3 separate regions of the Mus musculus genome follow, and all the other regions are linked to region 2. Evidence: chromatin contacts called from public HiChIP or PLAC-seq data. All regions are on one chromosome and are shown on one strand. Each heading gives the region's core, a stretch centred on a gene start, on an enhancer-like site or on the middle of the called end of the contact. The rest is flanking DNA. Distances are from core to core; before and after follow the strand shown.

The links. HiChIP or PLAC-seq counts read pairs in DNA pulled down with a chosen protein or histone mark.
Region 1: a contact with region 2 is called in an HNF4G HiChIP or PLAC-seq map of pancreatic cancer cells. The contact joins two enhancer-like sites. A contact is called at or near these places in 1 of 115 datasets of contacts at active chromatin or transcription factors (pancreatic cancer cells) and 2 of 9 other capture datasets (adipose tissue and pancreatic islet).
Region 3: a contact with region 2 is called in a FOXA1 HiChIP or PLAC-seq map of pancreatic cancer cells. The contact joins two enhancer-like sites. A contact is called at or near these places in 3 of 484 Hi-C or Micro-C datasets (3T3-L1-derived adipocytes and embryonic stem cells), 3 of 115 datasets of contacts at active chromatin or transcription factors (heart atrium, memory CD8 T cells and pancreatic cancer cells) and 1 of 9 other capture datasets (adipose tissue).

The regions. Positions count from the first base shown.
Region 1 is chr13:109,657,168-109,661,920 of GRCm38.p6, reverse strand. The region is part of intron 3 of Pde4d (phosphodiesterase 4D, cAMP specific); the gene reads right to left. Among named protein-coding and RNA genes, the nearest start is that of Gm32703, 220 kb to the right of the region's middle. Within about 2 kb of position 2,595, at least 18 of the 459 cell types and tissues checked have an H3K27ac peak or open chromatin away from gene starts, as enhancers often do. A contact at or near this core is called in pancreatic cancer cells, where this site is marked.
Region 2 is chr13:109,897,915-109,902,173 of GRCm38.p6, reverse strand. The region is part of intron 7 of Pde4d (phosphodiesterase 4D, cAMP specific); the gene reads right to left. Among named protein-coding and RNA genes, the nearest start is that of Mir1904, 3.8 kb to the left of the region's middle. Within about 2 kb of position 2,528, at least 22 of the 459 cell types and tissues checked have an H3K27ac peak or open chromatin away from gene starts, as enhancers often do. A contact at or near this core is called in pancreatic cancer cells, where this site is marked.
Region 3 is chr13:109,691,005-109,695,973 of GRCm38.p6, reverse strand. All of the region lies in intron 3 of Pde4d (phosphodiesterase 4D, cAMP specific), which reads right to left. Among named protein-coding and RNA genes, the nearest start is that of Mir1904, 210 kb to the left of the region's middle. Within about 2 kb of position 1,688, at least 36 of the 459 cell types and tissues checked have an H3K27ac peak or open chromatin away from gene starts, as enhancers often do. A contact at or near this core is called in pancreatic cancer cells, where this site is marked.

The sequences.
Region 1 (4,753 bases), core at 1,346-3,845, 240 kb after region 2:
CATGATCCCACCACCATGCTGTCCAACAGACATGGACAAACATTCAGTACTTGAAAGGCAGCTAATACAGACTGAGATGTATCCAAACTATAACATGTGCTCTGATTTTGAAAGAACTAAAAAAGGAATACACAATAACTAATAATTTTATATTAACTTGAAGTTAATCAACTTCTATTTATCAATGTTATATAAGCTAAAATGCTAGTATTTAGTTAAGATGAACTTAAGAGCGATCTATATTTAAAGTTAATTTCACAATTTTAAACTTTTTAAAAATGTGGCTTATGAAGCAATTCAAAACTGCATACAGAGTGTGTATTATATTGGCAGTGGGTAGCACTGAGTTAGGTCTTCTGCCAGCTTCTCTCACGTGATCCCTTTTCTCACACGGTGCCCTGTACAACAGATTTAGCATATGGGTGATCACTGAAGTATGTTGTATGATGAAAAAAGCCAAGAAAAAAACAGCATATAACTTTTGGGAGTCTCTATTGCTTCATCTAAAAATAATATCAAAGGGTTGTACTAGATGACTGTCATCTTTTGCAGTTCCTACATATTTATGACTTTATAGCATCAATAATTTTAGTTCTAGAGATACAATGAGAGGCAGTTCATTTCAGATTCCTAAATATTCCCCGATAATCTCCCATGCACCAGGACCTGTGGTGATGTAATTTTACATCTAACTCCCCCCTTCCCTGTATTTAGCATTATCCATTTTTCTTGGAACTCTGAGCCATTAAAGAATGCACACACTGCTATTTTGCTCAACTGCTGCCTCACATGTTAACAGGGAAACTAAAATCCATACATACACATACAGGCACACACACAGAGCTGGCTATGAAAGAGGCATTGGGGGGGGGGAGAATTGTAATTTATCTAAAGTAGAAATGTAAGTTCCCATGAAACTGAATCGTCCTTAAACCCTGCTTCACTCTTCTGAAAAATAGAAAATGCACTGTGAGTCTGCATTAATGACCAATTTGAGTCATCTTTGTCTTCTTTGGGGTGTGCCTGGGTGGACAACAAGCAACAGAGCTCCGAGGATGGAGGGAAGCATGTGGGTGGGTAATGAAAGAGCAGAGGGGCACTTGGGATGCTGCTGTTGAAGATGCTCAATCGGGCAACCCGACAAATGAGCATCTGACCTGTGATACACAGAACAGAGCTGCACCTGTTTGCTTAAAGAAGCTTTCTCTCAATCCAACACAATCATCTGCTACTTTTATGTTGCTCAAACTATTTTAAGTATTTCTTCTAAAAATGCTTCTGCCATTTTTGATGGAGTGCTTTAAGATTCAAGTTGACTCTACAGTTTGCAGGAAAGAAATTACAAACCAATCTGATATGCTAGAAAGAGTGCTTGACACCTCCCCTTCCCCACCAAAAAGGACAGGGTATTTCTAGTTTCAGGATTACTACAAGCCTCTTAAATTAAGTCTCTGTAGTCCGAAGATAAAGCTATAAGTATTTTCATGGTTGGTAAGAAGATCAAATGCTAAGAAAAACACATTTGTGACTTATAAATAGTCTACAAATGAGGAAAGAAATATTTCCTGCTTAATCACTAGAGAAGCCTCTTAGGAACTGATCTCTGGTGAAAAGTACCAAGAAACATATACGATGAGAGTAGTGGATTTGTATTTGAGATAGCATAGCATAGCATGGCATGGCATGGCATAGCATAGCATAGCATAGCCCAGCACAGCCTAGCATAGCCCAGCATTGCCCAGCATAGCATAGCCCAGCATAGCAAAGCAGAGCATAGCATAGCATAGCATAGCATAGCATAGCATAGCATACAAAGAGCTCTTAACATTTGCTGCCATGACAGACAGAAGATCATGTTGAAAAGGTCATTCACTTGCTGAGGGATTTGAGGCATAGCATGTGCCTTTATACACTTGCTCAGACATTTGTAAAGTGGGGGTAGTAATAACATATCACTCGTATATTTGTCTTGAGGATTAAATGCCTCAGCATTCATGTAACAGGAGATTGGTCCTGGCACGTAGTAGGTACTGTATACTTGCCAAAAGCAATAACATAGGTTCTCATGTGGGCATCACCTCTTGGAAGTAATAGAAGCACATTGTGGGAGAACAAAGAGAAGCAGCATTAATGCTGGGTCTCACAGAAAGTCACTAGGTGAAACAGGGTCAGGAATTTGAACTCTACCCTTTGCAGAGAGCTTCATTAGGTGACAGAGTGAGACCTGAATGCATGTGTGGCTCTCTTTGTTTCTCCATTTTTCTCCAGGTACTGAAAGAATGAAGAAAAGTGACTTTGTGTTTGTACTGCATTCCTAAAACTCACTTTCCCATCCATCATCTCATTACAAGCTCAGAGTCCTTAAAGGTGGACAGTGAACTTTCTTTCACCCTCACAAATCTCTTTGAGGAATCAAGTCAATTGCATCTTTGTCCTTGTCAAAAAATAATAATAATAATAATAACTGATGCCTTTGCCAGATATTTTTTGGCAGATCATAGGCCCGGGCTTTCTGATTGAGCCAACTGGGAGGATTCAGAGGTGGGACCTCCTTGCTCCCAAGCACTTGCCGCCCCTTTTTCAGTGCTAGGAGCAAGGCCTGCTATGCATGGCTATTAGTCATTCAGTCATCAACTGACTCATTCTAGATAACAACACAGCTTTGGGTATTGCATCAAGGAAATCGAAGCGTTTGAGGTGGAGAAAGAGGCCGACTAACTGGAGACTGACTTCCTCCGGACTTCCCACAGACTATACCCCATTATATCATGACATTTGTTAGGGTCAATGGTGATTTTTCCATGAGTGTACACCTACTGGATAGCAAGGTATTGATATGGTCCTTATTTAAGCAGATCCATCCTTGGATAAGCATGGATTCAAAGCCAAAAGTTGAGCAGCTATGTCCGTAATGAGAACTTGCTACAAATGTTTTATAGACCTATGGCTAGAAAGTCTCCTAGCACTAAGTTTTAGCAAGTACTCACTCATCAGACCTCAATTTAATATACTCAGATGGCTTTCTCCAAGAAGAAACTGTCTTCAGAAGTGATGTCATCTGATCACGTTCATCTCGTTTGTCTAAAGACTAACTGAAATGCTTCAATATTTTATGACAAAGGAATACGTTACTCACATGGAAGTTTTTCTAGGTCTCGAGTAATGTCTGAAGGTCATGATTTGTAACATGTCTAGTATTTAAAAGTTCCCAGTGCAGACACATCTGTATTCACTCTTGCACAGGACAAGGTTAGTTTTAAAATTGAGAATTCTTTCATCATTTATGTTGTTTGTTCGTGTTCCTTAATTATACAATTTAGACTTAAAACTGTAAAGGGTCAAGGAAAAGGCAGTAAAAAACATGAAGGCAGACTCTCATTTTAAGTATATGTAATAATACTCAAAGTATATTAGGCATGCAAACATATTTATGAAACAACTGAATATCCAAGCAGTTTGAGTGGTTCTAACCACACTGATAGTTTCTATTTATATATAGACAGAACAGTGTCAAACACATTAAATGTGATCAATAAAAGTAATATGTAAAAATATAAACTGTTGGGGCTGGTGAGATGGCTCAGCGGGTAAGAGCACCCGACTGTTCTTCTGAAGGTCCTGAGTTCAATTCCCAGCAACCACATGGTGGCTCACAACCATCCCTAACAAGATCTGACGCCCTCTTCTGGAGTGTCTGAAGACAGCTACAGTGTACTTACATATAATAAATAAATAAATCTTTAAAAAAAAATATATAAACTGTTGTCAGGCATAGTGGCACATGCCTTGAATCTTAGCACTTAGAGGCAGAGGCAGGCAGATGTCTGTGAGATTTTTTTAATTTGCAGAAACATAATGCTAAATTTCAGTTTTTACAAAGTCAAAAAGTAATCTACAAATTACACAGCATTATTATTAACAAGCCAAAGCCACTTTATAAATAAACCATGCAGCATTTTTTTTAAAGGTTGGTGATGGTGCATGCATCAGGAAGAGGGAGTCCTGCTTTTAATAGATTCATCATTTTAATTAATGGATGATGTAAACAATTCATGAGAGCATGTTGGCCAAGTGTTAGTCTTGGGGAATCAGAGGGACAGACCCTTCTGCAATAAGAGATAATAAAAGCAAAGAGCACCTTCTTGACTTAAAAAAAAAATCCTTTACCCTTTTCCTCCCAATTCTCCAAAGGGAATCTTTTAAACACAACCTGGCACAAAGCAGAATCTATGACTGAAGCCAACTCTTGCTTGGTTCATTAAATCCGATGTTCAAGTGTAGTGAGGTGGTTTATATTGTGTCCCTGAGCTGGCCTCGGATAACCTGCTCTTCCTGGTGTTTTTATCATTTCCTCCTGCACAGGATGAGCTACTGTAGATGGAGGGGCCTCTGTCTGAGAGCCCTCTTTCTTCCTGACTCTCTAACTAAGTATTGTGCTTGAGAAAGAATTTGATCTCAGACATGAGCATTCACAGGAAGCCAAGTCACGGTTTTATCTTCTCCAGTTGGCCTTGCTCTTCAACTTTCACACTTTGACCACATCCATAGAAAACGTAGAGAAAACAACTGTTTGTTTCCGAGGGTAATTTTAAGCATTAGATCGACATCAGAACCAGAACATCTATTTAGGCTACTTGGTTCTCACGTGAAGGCTTTTGTTCTGATATTGGACTTGCATGTATACACAGAAACCACCAATTCAGACTAATTAATGACACCGTTTGAAAGGAACTGAAACACTGGCTCGTGAACT
Region 2 (4,259 bases), core at 1,279-3,778:
GAACCAAGGAGCAAGGGGAATTTACACATGCCCTGCTGGGGTGTCTCCTCTGCAGAAAACACAAGAACACCCTAGACTTGGGGCTCAAGACAGAAAGTCTAGTAGTCTGTTTTCTGCCCACTATGGACGAAATGGACTGTCAGAACTATGGGGCAATGGGTTCTGCTGATAAAAGCTGACGCAGGGAACTTGGCCACTTTCCCTAAGCCGGTCAGTTCCGAAACTGAACAGCAATCTTATTTCAGAAAGAGAAAAGTTGAAACCCCAGGGGTCTAGCCTACAAAACTGGCAGGAGAAAGGAAAAGCCTTATGTGAAGTGGTGGGGTTCTCCTTTTCCCCTTCTGATCTACAGTATTGTGGGGGAAAGAAGTTCTGCCCCAATGTAGGCTCCATTAATTATCAGGCGGGACAAAGAATGCGGTGGGTTGAATCTCAGGATTCTGAGATTTCCTTACATTTGTAAAAATTTCAGTAACTTTTAGAGTGTGTGAGACTTGCTTCTTGGCTTGTCCTTCTCTGACATTATTGAACTGTATGCTCGTCATTTTGACTGCTGAGTATTGAAATTTGCCTCTAATTGTGCGTCCCCTCTTCACTAATCTCTAAAGAGACCTTAAGTCAGCAATTCCTTAAACCTCCTGAATTGAAATTTAAAGTTGATGTTTCTTTCTTTAACAATGGAGACGATCTTAAAGATAACTGTACAAGGTAAGTGTTAAATAGTTTATCTGTTTGGTTTTTCCTGATCACAAAACTGCAAAATATTACAAGTTGGCTCTGTAAAAGAAAGATGCGCAAACATGGAGAGTCCTTTGTGGCCCCACAACCTAGAGCGCTGAAACACTAGTTTAATATTTCAAAATACTGAATCCATTCCATATGTAAGTGGAGCACTGACTGGACGCCATGGTGGTCTGTTTCTTATACAGTTCCGGTGTTTCTGCTTTCCTCCCTTCTCTATGTAAAACAGGCAGTCAGAAAATTGAAGGAGGAAATTAACATAAAGCCAGGTGAGACGTTCATAGTTTGTATATGCCGTGCGGTCAGAGGCATAGCTATTGTGTAGAATCCATCTCCTGTCATTTTTTTTTTTTAGTTATCCCAAGCCAAACATCCTCTCTGCACATCTTTAAGACTTGATGTCTCTGCCTTCTGCCACCCGACTCTGAGAAAGCAAGAGTTCCAGGGGACCTCCCAGTGTGTGGCGTATACTTCCTACCCCCACCTTGGCGATCTTCATGAAAGCTTTCTGAAATCAGAAGTAGAATTCAGACCTCGGACCTAGCAGAATATGGCTCTATGTATTATATTTCAGTCTTTTTTTTTTTTATGAGAAACAGTAACTCCGGAAAGTTTCAATTTAATGTTTCAAGACACTTAGACATGGGCTTTGCCTTTAAGTGGGTGGTATAGCAACGTGAGGAGCAATTGGTTGCCAAAGATCCAGTTTATATTGAAGTCATGGCTTAGCCATTTTGACTATCAGAAATCAAGTAAGGTCACATACATACGTTCAAAAATGTTCCACATGCTCTCTATGTATTTAAAGAATGAAATTAACCTCCAGCATTTGTACATACTGCTGAGAGAATATTTACATACGGCGGAATAAACAAATTTCGTTTATAAAACCAATGCTGGGTTTGTCGCGTTAGAATTTACTTCTTTCAAACTCCGGGACTGAGACAGTGTGACAAGCTACAGTTTTTCAGGGTCATTATTATGTCTTCAAGTTCAGGCATTTTAAACCCCACTGTTCTAAGACAAGGCCTAACTGACCTTTCTATCCCTCCTCCCCTGGCGAGTGGGAGAATTCAATGTGGAGTTGCCAGCTATCCTACAGGAAATTGAGTCACCCCACCAAACAACACACCTAAATGCCATCGGCAGCTAGCTGGCCAAACACAGCGAACCAGTTTAATAGTGGCCTTTACCAAGAACACAGGTTGCATTCATTAATAGAGTGCCCCCTAGGGGGTCGTATATGCTGTGGCCCTACTTAAAAATATATATGAAAACTTTTCTATTTAACTGTGCGAATCTTGCTTCATTTGAGGGGCTACTGAGAGGAAAATGCCCCACCAAACGCTATTGGCTAAACTCCACGTGGACTGCAAAAGGGCTGTGTCACAGGCAGCTGTGGAGTAACAATAAACATCGGTGGGTTCTGTTATTCTGTGTTCTTCAAGGCACCCTGAGCTGTGCCATACCCAGGCGTCTGCTTCAACTCTCCTGGGTATAAGTAATACTCAATATTTGTGGGCCAGCACTTGGCTTCCGTCATAGTAATGTGCGCAAGGGTTCCCCTGACACATGGCCTGAAATCTTGCCAAGGACTCCAGGAGAGGATGCTGAAGCAGCAGCTTGTCTTTGAAAGGGAAAAGCGCCGTCAGCTAGGAGCCACAGCAGTTGGCCAGAGGCTGTACTCAGCCTCCTTGGGAAATGTTGGACCCATTACTCTTACCCACAACTGACTGAGAGGCAAAAAGATCTGTGCTACAGGACATGAAACTTTGTAAATGCTAGCTAGTTTCTTTGTCAATATTTGTGAGGCTAAAGGTCAGTATAAGTCTGTTGTCATTCCTAGAGAGGCCTACGGCCTACTACTAAAAACCAGATAGAGAGAGAGAGAGAGAGAGAGAGAGAGAGAGAGAGAGAGAGAGAGAGAGAGAGAGAGAGAGAACACAAACTTTGGGTGTCATTTGCAACTCTTCTTAAAAAGTCTTACAGAGCGATCACAGCTGATTCTGATTGCTTTTAAATTGAAACAAATACATCAGACAGCTTCTAAGAGAAAATGCTCGAACATGACTTTTTAATTAATTCCAGTTTCTCCTCAGCCAATCCTCACTTACATGTCCTTTGTTCCTAGTGAGAGAATTGATGGTGTCCGGAGGAGGAGGAGGTAGACTTCTGCCTCCCATGTGAGCTAGTCATTCTTTGGCTCTGCTACAGGGAAAGATCTGTCCAGGTTAGCTCTATTGCATTTTATCTGATGAGAAACACATGAAGGAAGGCCCTAGCTTCTCTCAGCATGTCTATGTAACATGTTGAAGCCTGAGAGCCAAGAGCAAGCTGCCCTCATTTCCTAGGATATTTCTGGAATCAACTTATTGTTTTGAAGTATTTTTAAATCTTATCAAATATATAAACTTTCACCCCTGGCTTCAAAGATATGTTCAAAGTGAAGATGTTGTGTCATTTTAATGAATTTTCTTCCTATTTGCCACTAGCTATGATTTTTTTTTCCTCCTAAAGTTGACAAGTGCTCTAGTAGAATTTTGCAAATGGATTGAGGTCTATTAACTTCTAATCTCATCAATAACTCAACGTTCATGAGACACTATGTGCCATGAACTTTATTAGAGTTTGAAGTGTGTAAGAGTGTGACCCTTATCCAATGCGAGACTAGAGCCCATCGTCGATGACAATTTTAGCACCATACAGTAGAAAAGGAAGGAGGAGAATAGGCTATGGGACAATAAAAGGGGGCATTCAAGTCACACTGGATACAAGTGGGGCAGGGAGACCTTAATCTTGAGAAAAGAAACTGAACATGGCTATTAATGGAGATTGTCAAAAGCACCCAGCACCTTCAGGCTAGTCTATGAGAGCCTTCTAGGAAACAACTGATGGAAGAGCCAGGAGCCTTCTGAAGTGTGAGCAGCATCAGACCATCAGCCAGGCGGCTAAGAAGGGTGAGAGCAACAAGCCACGTGAGCACCAGCTCTTCCCCTCTACTCCATGAGATGTGAGGCAGAAGGAGTTCCAGTCACACGCTCTTGCCTTCATGAGTCTCACCACACCTTCCGTATCTCCGCTGACTCTTCCTATATGTTGCCTATGTGGTTTAGTCAGGTATTTTGTTACAACACGATGTTAAGTAACTAATGCATAGAAGAGAACGGAGGAAGGCAGAAAGGATATTTCTAATCCAAACACCTGAACCTATAGACAGTTGAGGCTCATGGATGGGCACAGAGAAGGAATGGCCACAGAGAGCCTTGCTCAGGGGAAAGGGGCCTGGAAGGAAGTCTGAGAAATCTGACACATCAGTAGACACTGGCTATGCAAATCTCACTGATCAGCAGGTAGGAATGTTGGACTGTCTTCACAGGTCAGAGCTGCTGAATCACTCAGCTCACCGTGTGACGTGGGGATCTTGTCTTAGTTGACATGGAATACTCTAGGGTTGCACAACACATGAGATTGTAGGAGGTTAGGCCAGTGAATGAGAATATTACCTTTGGACATATTTA
Region 3 (4,969 bases), core at 439-2,938, 210 kb after region 2:
TTGTTCTCTAGAGCTCCCAGTTTTAGGAAGCTATGAGAGTGAGTCTGTTGGTTCAGCGTATAAAAGTTCTTGTTGTAAAGGTGACCTAAGTTCAATCCCTGGGAACTACATGATGGAAGGTGAGAACAAACTCCTTTGAGTTGTCCTCTGATTTCTACACATGTGACACAACATATGAACACACACACACACACACACACACACACAGAGAGAGAGAGAGAGGGAGAGAGAGAGAGAGAGAGAGAGAGAGAGAGAGAGAGAGAGTGTAAATGTAATTTAAAAACTTAAGTTATACTAGATGTGTCTGAAATGACATCAAGGTCCATTACAAATCAGAGTTACAATCAGCTTCATACATTTATGTGCTGAAGTAGACTAGTTCTCAAATGCCTATTTCACTTCAAAAGCACGTTTTAGAGTTTAAATGCTTTTATCCAACAAATTCATTTACTATGTAAGCCTTGCTATTGGTTCCAACAGCTATTCTTGATCTTACTTGACCAGAAATGTTAAAGACTAACAAAACGTTGACAGCGGCTAGCCGAAACTAGGGGTGTGGAGAAATAGATTATAGGTTCTGTTCTGTGGTCCCATTTATTTAAAAAGAGTTTATGGTTCTCCAAATTGGCCCAGTGCCAGAAAGGAAGAAAACAGTGCAATTTATAGTCTGACCAGAGCAGGAGGGTCAATGAGCTGAGTGACTCAGGAGGAACTAGCTAGCTCTCTAAGCGATGGAGCTATATCAAAGTCCACTCTTTATTTCTTACACATCTCTAGGGTCCACGGTTGAAGGACTGGATGCAAAATTTGCGGGGGTGGGGAGGAAGACTATTAAATAAGCAGAAAAGGGAAACATGTTTTCATATGCTTGAACTGTGGAGGACCGAAAAAGAAGGCTAAGTAACATGTTGCTGGCCACTTTTTGTTAATATCTCCAAGGAAAACCAGATATAACTGAAGTGTAGATAGTGAGGGAAAACAGACCATCACATCCAATAGCCAAAGCCACGGGGAAAGGTTAGCTGTAGACAGACCAGGGTTTTCCTGTAGCTGCGTGATTTTTCTAGCTCTGCAGCTTCAATTGTACCCAGTATGGTTGCTGTGATGAGACCAAGTCCAATGCCTGACAAGCCGGCTGAGCCAACTGAGCGGATGTTCAGTCTACTGTGGCTATCATCCTTATTTGGTCCTATTCAACTGCTCTAGTGGATTTAGGGACCACTGTCCCTAGCTGGCTGGTGATGCAGCCATAGATCAGGTCCCTTACATTTGGAGACAAAGTTGCAGCAGCAGCAGAAAAAAAAACAAAAAAACAAAAAAAACAAAAAAAAAAACAAAAACAGTCACAGCAGTAGAGGCTTATGACATGTAAGAATACCACTGGCTGCAAGATGACAGATTTTACAGTGAATTATTCTAAGTAAAATGGTATTATGTTAATTCCTTGACACAGAAGAATAAGTCCTGTGCCACATTGTAGTGGGGTGACATCATGGATACTTGAAATTATAATCTTCTGGATTCTACATATGCATGAATGTTTCTCATAAATTAATTACACAGAGCTGAATGACTCATCGGCGATATATTTTAAACTGGAGGAAAAATTAGGTACAATGGGGGCAGTCTTATCTAGGAGGTCTGAAAACAATCATGTACAGAAACTACATCTAATGAGACATTTAATGAGTCACATTGGTGTCATTTACAGTTTGGAAGGAATATTTTAAACTACAGAATGAAAAGAGGCTAGGAACACCAACTTTCAAATGCCAGCAAAGAGACGTTACTTATCTGTTTTCATACCCACTGATAACCAGGGGTGATGGGTTAATATTTAAACTAGGAGACTAGAATTAGGTATAAACAAAGGTTTCTAGTCTTGTGGGTTAAAAACACCAGGACTAGGATACAAGAGTGGAAGAAGAATGAGGAAAAAGGATGTGATTTTGAGGCCAGACTGGGCTATATAACAATTCAAGGACAGCCTAAATTACACAGTGAGATCTTATCTAAGAAAAGAAAAGTCAACAAAGCAACTTGACAACCAACCAAACTAAACCATCAGGAGTGTGTGTGAGCGCACACCACCCGTGTGTGTGTGTGTGTGTGTGTGTGTGTGTGTGTGTGTTCCACCTGTCTTCTAATTTCTTGTACTCTCTCAAGTGGAATAGAGACACAGGATGACTTTTACTCTGTGTGTGTGTGTCTGTCTGTCTGTCTGTCTGTTTGTCTGTGTGTATGTGTCTGTGTATGATGTGTGTGTGTATGTTCCACCTGTCTTCTAATTTCTTGTATTCTCTCAAGTGGAATAGAGACACACGATGACTTTTACTGTGTGTGTCTGTGTCTGTGTGTGTCTGTGTCTGTGTGTGTCTGTGTCTGTGTGTGTGTCTGTGTGTGTGTGTGTGTGTGTGTGTGTGTGTTGTGACTTCTAACGCAAGCACTCCCGTGTCAGCAGTGTGATTAAACAGAATAGGCTGCCAGGAGGGTAGAAGGCGGTTTCTGATCTAGATGGGGCCTCTCTGGAACGCTTCCTAATCTTTGGTCATCCTTTCCCAGCTCTTCCACTGACATCTTCCCCTTGTATTTTGGTACTTTTTTATTCTAAAGAACAGCTTAACCTCTGGGTTCCTTCTCACATTCACAGCCTCCCCCGGTAGCCTCGATGCTCCTAGGAGACCAATCACTATAAACTACTTAGAATTTATGTTTCCCCTGCTGTGCTAAGAAATTGTACCCACAAGTCCAGCAGTTCTCCCTAATCTTTATTCTTTCGGAACACTTCCTAGTTCATGCCAAACCAGACTGCACAGAGAGGCACTTACTTGGACACCAGAGGCATATCTCAGGCACTGCCTCAGTTATTAACATTTAACTGCTGTTCATCATAGATCCTTATCTTTTGTGGTCACATGAGGTCTCAGTCCTTCCCAGAATCCCTTATCCCTGAAGAGAGAGATTATTTTTTCGTTTACATTTGTTTATTTAGGGTGTGTGTGATTGTGAACGCTATAGTATGCATATGGAGGTCAGAGAACAAGTCTGTCTCTTCTCATCATTGGGTGTTGAACTCAAGTCACCAGGCTTGGCAGCTAACACACTTAGTTGCTAAGCTACTTCACAAGACGAGAGATAGAACTTTAGCTGAAGAGTCATCTTCAACCCCTATGTATAATCGAACATGTAGCATGACCTTTTCTTCCCTCTCTCTTTTCCCTCCCTCCTTTCCTCCTCTCCTCTTCCTCTCCCTCTCCCTCTTTCTTCGGCAAGGTCTTACTACTTAGTCCAGTCTGTCAGACTTCAAAACTTCCTATCCTCCTGCCTCTACCTCCTGAATCCTGAGATCACAGACAAGTACAGCTCTTAGGTTGGCTTTTGGTAGACTCTGCTTCCTTTCCAGCTCATTGGAGTATAGCTGGGCCACCACTGTTCTTGTTTTATGCCGGCTCTAGGGCCTTCATATGCTCAGCATTACTGTTTTGCAGAGGATCTCTGTGAGTCTCCCAGGCATCAATCAGTCCAGGAGATACATGAAAACTGCAGAAAGCCCCATAAAATCCTTCTCTTTCAGCTTCACCCTCTCCTTTGGCTTAATCTTACACGCACCAATTGTGAGCACCTAATTTTATGATGACATACGGCCCCAACACCTTCTTTTGCAATAAATCCCATGCTATGATTGGAGTACCTGCCAGAGGGACGACTGTGTGGGCTTTCTTTACCTCTGATAAAGGCAATTTTTTAGTCATAGGGGCCAAACCATCACTCCCACAGCGCGATGGGGAAGAAGGGAGTTCGAATTAGGTCTAGGTGCTACTACACACAAGAAAAGATCTGCCTCGTTTCTGCATGTCCCTGGGGAAAGCACTGCACATGGTGCTATTTACCGGGAACTTGATTCATCAGTAGAAGTTGGAAAGAGCACAGGACATGCTGAGATGCAGAAGCCAGACTAAAGACAGCACTCTCTTTGGAAGTACTTAGTTCTATCTAACTCAGCACTTCCTTGCCAGTCATCAGGATCACTCCTGATCTGTCCATCACACACAGTGTTAATGAGGAACGATAGGCTCTTTCCTGACAAGTCTAGCACAAAATTCCAAATAGAAGCATGAAATAACATAGATATTAAACTATGATCACCCTTAGTTATTCTGTGGTTTCTTTTTGAGCCGTGTCTATGACTCTAAGCCAGCAGCTCTTAACCTCCCTAATGCTGTGACCCTTTAATACAGTTCTTCATGTTGTGGTGCCTCCCAACCATAAAATTATTTTGTTGCTACGTCATAACTGTAATTTTGCTGCTGTTAGGACTGGTAATATAAAGACCTGTGTTTTCCATTGGTCTTAGCCCAACAGTTCATGTTAGAACCAGAATGAAAAATGGCTTATTTGACTCTCTAAATTTATGACATTAAAAAGGCAAATGCCTTTGCAATGTGTTTTGTGCTCCTCTTGTTATGTTTTAAATAACATGCAAGGTGTCCCAATCACTTCTAAAAGCAGTACATATACATGTCTGCTGCAATACAGATAATATTTTAACATAAATAATTAGATTAAACACATGCACCCTGTGGCCTATAAAGCACTTTGACAGTCAGTCACCACTCAGGCAAAACCATTTGTATGTTGGAAATGTAGTAAGTATGCAAATTCCATATATTATTCCATTCACAAAGTTTCTAAGATAAAAGACAACACAGGCAGGGAGCTTATATACTTCTCAATGGTGAATATTTAACAGTTTGAAACTTCATGCAAAGTCTTAGACATTTTCCTTTTGTGTTTCTACCTTAGAAGAGCTTGCATAGAAGAGAATTAAACTTTCTAATACAATTAGAAGGATGGTCTGTGGCTCCATATTCTCCTTGGTAGGAGGACACAGGTGGCCTGACTCATAGCAGTGCAGAATATAATGGGCTTAATGAAGGAAGTACAAAGATCTTTCAAACAGACAGTATTC